2 separate regions of the Mus musculus genome follow, and region 2 is linked to region 1. A link is a contact called in public Hi-C data. All regions are on one chromosome and are shown on one strand. The core of a region is the stretch at or near the end of the contact, and the rest is flanking DNA. Distances in the headings are between cores, read along the strand shown.

Region 1 (3,187 bases), core at 208-2,707:
CAGACCCGTAACCCGTCTATGGCACTCAGGGTCCCAAGATAGGAGTTTAGAAGTTTGAGACCAGCTTGAGCTAAATCACAAAACTCTTTCAAAAAGAAGGGAAGAAAGAAAAACAGAAAGAAAGAAAGAAAGAAAGAAAGAAAGAAAGAAAGAAAGAAAGAGAGAGAGAGAGAGAGAGAGAGAGAGAGAGAGGGAGGGGGAGGGAGGGAAGAAGGGAGGGGGGAGGGAGGGAAGGAGGGAGGAAGGGAAGGCAGAGAGGGAGGGAGGGAGGGAGGAAGGAGGGAGGGGGAGGGAGGGAGGGAGGGAGGAGGGGAAGGCAGAGAGGGAGGGAGAAGATAAAGGAGAAAAGGAAGAGGAAGAAAGAGACCTTTCCAACTCCAAATGATTATAGCTTTAAATAAGTCATCATATCTCTAAGCAGATTCCTAAAATATAAAATAAATAAAAAGAAAAAAGGAAGGGAACTTTGGATAGCAGAAACTTCTAACATTATATTAGATAGATGCTTCTCACTCAACTTCTGCAGTCCACTCTCAAGGAAGATATTTTTATGCCCATTTTGCAGATAGGAAACTGAGTATCAGATGGTTAAGAAATTTGTTAAAGGACTAACAGGCAAAAAGTAGAAAAGATTTCATTTATTCTAAAGTCTTAACCACACAGGGGATGTGTTTCAATGGTATCCTGGGAATGCTCAAACAGAATTTGGCCATCTTATCAGTTTTGCTAAATTTTGTGTCACTGAGGGTACTCTCTTGGCAGAGCTGGGCCACTTTGGTGGGTCTGTGAAAGAGCAGATCCAGAGGGTCACCTCTATAACCACACAGACAAAAGTCTGTAAACTACTCCCACCTTCTCTTCACAAACGCTATAGTGCTGCTGCAGCAACCACCCGGGCAGTCAGAACCCCAGTCCCCTATCCCAAGCACTTCTGATCTCCTTAAATAAATACAGAGAAGTTCTAAATGTCCAGAAAGCAAAGGTCGAACTGAGAGCTAAACAACATTAAATTATTAAAATTCCTGAATATCAAATAAAAGTCCCAGACACTAGGTAAATTAGTGGGATGTTTACACTCGAACTGGATAATTTCTAATCTAATTTGTAGTGGCATTTGGAACATTGCTGACCATTTGAAATAAATAGTATGTTATCTTAGATTTGGATGATTAAGATACTCTGCAAGGATCTGTTTCATAGTACAACACAGGCTAGCAAAGGAATATTGCTTTCAGAACGACTACTGCCAAACTGGGATTGTTTTCAGGATATACATGGCTGACGATAATTGTGTGCAACATCAATCTTATCACCCTACAGAAAACTCAAACAAGCTTTCATGGATAATAGCTGAGGCAGAAATAAACATGATTTAGAGAGCTTTTATTCCAGGGGGTAATTGTTCACTCTGGCCAGCAGTTGAGAACTATAAACAATGTTCGGGAAGTCAGAAACAAATGTTTTAATTTTAGTGAGTTAAAAAGTTCGCGAAAGAACATCTGAGAAGAACAAGACCCCTCTTGGAAGCGTGAGTGAAAACGACTACGTCCTCAGAAGTGCGGCTTTCCAGGAGAGCGTTTGGAGAACTGGAAAGTTGGACTCCCTTCAGCCCAGCTTCCTAATTTCTGCATCTCTGGTCTCCTCTTGTGCCAAGAGAAAAAAAGCAAGGCAAGTGTGAGAATGGAAAATGGATACTTTCTGTGATGCTTGCGGGTGTCACAGCCCTCATGTCTCAAGGCAAAGTGTCTAAGAGGTAACGGCGACTCATCGGGACAGAATCATTCTGGACCAGTTTTGAACTGTATCAGTGAGTAGGGTGACAAGAGCATTCCAGCAGTACATTGCTAGGTTTCAGGATTATAAAATATTGATTTCAGAAATGAATAATATGAACCAGGAGTTCATGCATAATCGTGTTTAATGTCAGATTCAGGTGTATGGGTATGTAGGTGAACCACATTCTGGTCAATAAGTATTAAGAACTACTGTATGATTGCATGTAATGCCTGCATTGGAAGAGACAACATTATCCAATAACCTTCTGGGAAAAGGAAAAGGGAAGAAGTAGGAAACCTAGCAAAGATCAAGTCCATGCCAGCTGTGGTTCTAAGCCTTTTATCTTTAATGAGGCAATGCTTCAAGGGACACATTAGAATTTTATGAATGAAGTGTGAATGAGACAGTTGTGAGATGACATGACCCTATATAAAAAAGCCTCATGGCTAACACACCCAAGCTCAATAGTTCATGAATCTTAGGGAATAGCATAGATAGAAAGGATAAAATCATTTATGAGTGACCACTACAAGTGTTTTCGTGAAGAAGGTGGTCCTTGGAGTAGATTTTCAACACACATGTATGGTGGTGAGACATGAAACGATGTCTGGATGAGAAGTTGAATGCCATAGCAAAAATTCACATAAGCAAAAGTAAAACTCCATTCATAAAATATGCATAAGACAGTGGCCACTGGATAAGATCAGATGGAGAAATTCTGGTCAGAAGAGAAAGTACACTTGGCAAAGTGTAGTACATGGAAACTCAATGAGAAGAAAAGACTTAGGTGTTGAGATGCTGTTTGATAGGAGAAAAAGCAATTCAAGTAAGGTTGATGAAGAAGTTCTTAGCCACTGAGGCACACAGTCCTGTCTTGACATCATTAGAGAATGCGTTATGAAAACATGGCTGCTTTAGGAAGATAACACTTTGTCTGATATGGTAGAAACTAGAACAGGAATAAAACCCTACACAGAGAGATGAGCATATCCCTTTCACATGACCACCACAGTCTGAACTAGAGTCACAGAAGTAAACAGAGAAAAAAGGAAAGTGGTGGGCTAATTTAAAGGAAGAGTCTATGGGACTTTGTGATACAGATAGATAGTTACAATGAAGTGTGTGTAGGTGAGTTCTAGATCTTCTGCTAGGCAGTGGAAGAACCCTTGACAATATATGCAAAGGTTTAAAATGAGTACATAAAAATCAGCTCCAGCAAGCTCTGGAAGCATCCATGATTTAACTAGCTAGCTTGTCTTCACCCAACACATGCTAACAATTAAACGCGGGAGCTAGGGAGAAGGGCTAAAGAGTGCAAGGAATGGTTTATAATGTTTACCTTTCAGTCCAAATATTATCTTTCTGTAAGAGATTTTCAGAATGAGGGCAAGGGACTTCAGAGTAACTCCAC
Region 2 (3,187 bases), core at 298-2,797, 320 kb before region 1:
AAGCAGAACTGAGCACCAGAGTCCTGGGGTTCCAATGTGCCAGTCCTAATGAAGCCGCATTGTTCAGCCCATTCTTCTGCCCACAACCCCTGCACCCGATTAGCATTTCCTCTGCTGGGTTTCCCCCGAACTCAAACTGGAGAGAAGGAATGGACCGTTCGCACAGCCAACTCCGGGAGCAGAGTGTGCGGAGCCTTATATTTCTAGTTAAAAAGCAATAAATCTTAAGTCAGGTAATGAATTCCATTCTGAGTAATTTCATTATGGATGTCTATTCAGAGGTTCTACAACACAGGCAGGGTGACTGGAAAACCTGCTCTAATGTGCTGGCTTTTTTCCTTGTGCCAAATTAATGGTGAAGGCCTTTGAAGGGATGCTTCATTTAGGCTTTCTTATTATCAAAAATATTCTACAAGCTGGAGCCGGGGCCTGAGTGCAGTTGTATTGCAGAGGGAGATCTTAATCTTGGATCGATGGCTGGCAGAAGTCCACTACTAAGGGAGCCCTGCGCTCTGCAATGCAGACTTCCACCCCAGGCCTGGCAGCTCTCTGTTGGGGTCTAGAAGGGAAGCATTCGGGAGGAAGGTCTGGGGAGTGATGCTAACAAGCAGACTTCCTCTGTGGGGTTTCTTTTAGTAAGTCCTGCAGGACCAAGATGATTTATATGCGTTTGGGTCCATGTCCTTCTCTCCGGCTCAAACTCTGTCTTCCACGTTTTCTTGCCATGATGTTATATTCCCACTCTAGAACCTTAAATTGTCCTCCCTGGGATTCAGTGTGCTTCCCTACCTTAACACACACGTTCCTCACCTGGTCTCTTGACCCGCGCTTCTGATTCAGTAGCTGCGAGGTGCCGGGTCCCAGACTCTGCTAATGTAATAAGTCCCAAGCTAGACCACACTTGGAGTTGGAAGGCCTGAGAATACACCAGTGCTCAAACTTGGACTTGCCTGAGAATCACCAAAGGGTCTGTTAAAACAGAGATTCTGAGCCTCACCCTGAGTTTCTGACTCTATGAGTCTGGGAACCCGACCAAGATTTGCATTTCCCATCAGTTCCCACCGATGCTAAAGCTGCCTCCCGGTCGGTCGAGGCTGCTCACTTGAGAACCGTGGCTCCCGAGTGATAGATCTCAGTGTTGCCTGCGCATACCTATCAACCAAATAAACATGAGAAGATAGACATAAATTCCTAGCTCCAGCCCAGCCCTAATGAAAACAGAATTCGGAGTTGGAGTCTCCTCTGCTGCGGCACTCATGATATGTTACGATGGAGAGAGAGCCGCATTGCTCTGAACCATGGCTGCAGCATAGCTTCTCTATGGACAGATGGGAAAACAGGTCTAGGCACTCTTCCTCTAGTGTGCATGGTACTGTCCTATCCCAGAACTTGGGTTAAACAGGTTCTTTTTATTCAGATTACCTCCTCTGTGCTCTGTCAACACCGCCTCTACCGCCATCTATTTCCTGGTTCATCTCACCCCGCACTGAGGTTTCCTGAGCAGCTGGGTGCTGTCCATTCTGAGCGTCCTCTAGACAGTGTTTCTTAATTCCAGGAGTGACTTGCATTCCGACCTCCCTTCCTCGCCCCTCCCTCCTTCAGTTCCCTGTCCTTTTGAACAACCCTTGCAAGACCCGTGTCTGCACTAGGCTTGCTGGTCATGCTTTGTGAGTTAGGTCTTGCTCATTCCGCAGGCACCCTTCAAAGCTTTGGGGTCCATTTCACCCCCTGTCAGCAAGTCCTGTTCTCATATCAATGGAATTGTTCTGTTTGTTACTCTGTGGTCCTGGACATGTGCCTTCTTCATCTCTCCTACTCACAGGCTGTCTGAGTGTAGGGATTAGATCATGCACATCTGTATCTGAGTGTAGGGATTAGATCATGCACATCTGTATACGCCTGCACCTTTCACCTCGACACAGGTGCTCACTTTTTAAAAATGAGGCCCATGGAAAACGCAGCAGCACTGCAGTCACCTGCAAACTGGCCTACGTTGCAGACTCTCAGTCTCCACCCACATCCATGAATCAGCATCTACATTTTAACAAGAGGTGTGAGAAGCTGTGCACTCTAGGGGAAAACGGCAAAATAGTTAAGAGAAATGGCTTCTGGTCTAGACCTTGAGGCTTGGGATGTTGGAGTGAGTATCAACACCATCTCTCCACATCTCCAGTGGGAATAAATACAACTAATAAAAGTCTCCTTATCCAGGAGCATTAGCGAAGAAAAGAAAATGTAAGTAAACCCCTCAGAACATTGAAGCACTCAATAATGCAACATCAGCTATCATTGCCCAATTAAAAGTGGTTAACTTTAATTGAATTCTAACTGCTACCTACAATAGACAAGAAAAATGAATCACGGCTCTGCATGGATTTCAGAAACATGAAATGTCAAAGGTAATAAATAAAAATATTAAAAGCCCTTTAGCAATCATTAAGGAGAATACCGAATAATTCCTGTATCAAGCCGTAAGCGCTCCGGTGCGGTGAAACCTTTAAAATAACCATCCCCCAGTTTTTTGCTGTGTCACTAGCTTTTCTTCTCCTGTGCAGTCTTTTCGGGCTGCTTTATTCTGCTCCACCTAAAGAATAACTTCATATAGTGAATTTTGTTTCTCAAGACTCTTGGATCTCCCTGTTGCCTTCAGGATTACCTGAGCGGCCATAAACCGCTGGGCTTGCTTGGCTGAAACCTGTGCACACACTGCCCCCTAGCGGGTCCTTTCTGTCATCACGCTGAAAGCCAAACCAAAAAAAAAAAATAAAAAAACAGACCAAAACAAAAAACCGAGAGCAATCCCTCGGCTTGCCCCTGGCTCAACATAAAAGCTCTGACTGCCTGCCCAGCTTTAAAACTAGCACCAAGCCACTGTGTGCATGAAGCAATAATAATTTGCAGTATTGTTGGAATTTACTAGAATCTGTGAGGCAGAATCTAATATCTAATACTTGGGTTTAATTCCCTCAAATGTTAGAAATGAAGATATTAACAGTGAGTCTAGAATGAAGATTAATTTGAACAGTACACATCCGTGTCTCACAGTGTGTCCAAAGCTTACTCTGCTAAGGGATGACTGGGTGACGTTATCAGCTGAGGGGATTTGTTCAACAAATGGAGTTTGAGAGGCTACTTTGTACTGAACAGAGTTTTCACACCCAAACCCCTGCTCTTAAGGGAGTGACAT

What was found. A called contact is a pair of places that touch in the nucleus more often than the background predicts.
Region 2: a Hi-C map of uterus shows a contact between it and region 1, with 9 times the contacts expected there. The contact joins the promoter of 9530026F06Rik here to the enhancer-like site in region 1. A contact is called at or near these places in 61 of 484 Hi-C or Micro-C datasets (the AtT-20 cell line, CD4 T cells, CD8 T cells and 34 more) and 3 of 115 datasets of contacts at active chromatin or transcription factors (astrocytes, bone marrow-derived dendritic cells and embryonic forebrain).

Annotation. Positions count from the first base shown.
Region 1 is chr1:61,058,386-61,061,572 of GRCm38.p6, reverse strand. No RefSeq gene overlaps it. Among named protein-coding and RNA genes, the nearest start is that of Icos, 82 kb to the right of the region's middle. Within about 2 kb of position 1,457, at least 4 of the 459 cell types and tissues checked have an H3K27ac peak or open chromatin away from gene starts, as enhancers often do. A contact at or near this core is called in Th17 cells and uterus, where this site is marked.
Region 2 is chr1:61,376,792-61,379,978 of GRCm38.p6, reverse strand. It overlaps 9530026F06Rik (RIKEN cDNA 9530026F06 gene), which reads right to left and starts at 1,547. Exons shown (of 5, transcript NR_040483.1): 1 at 1,423-1,547; 2 at 811-969.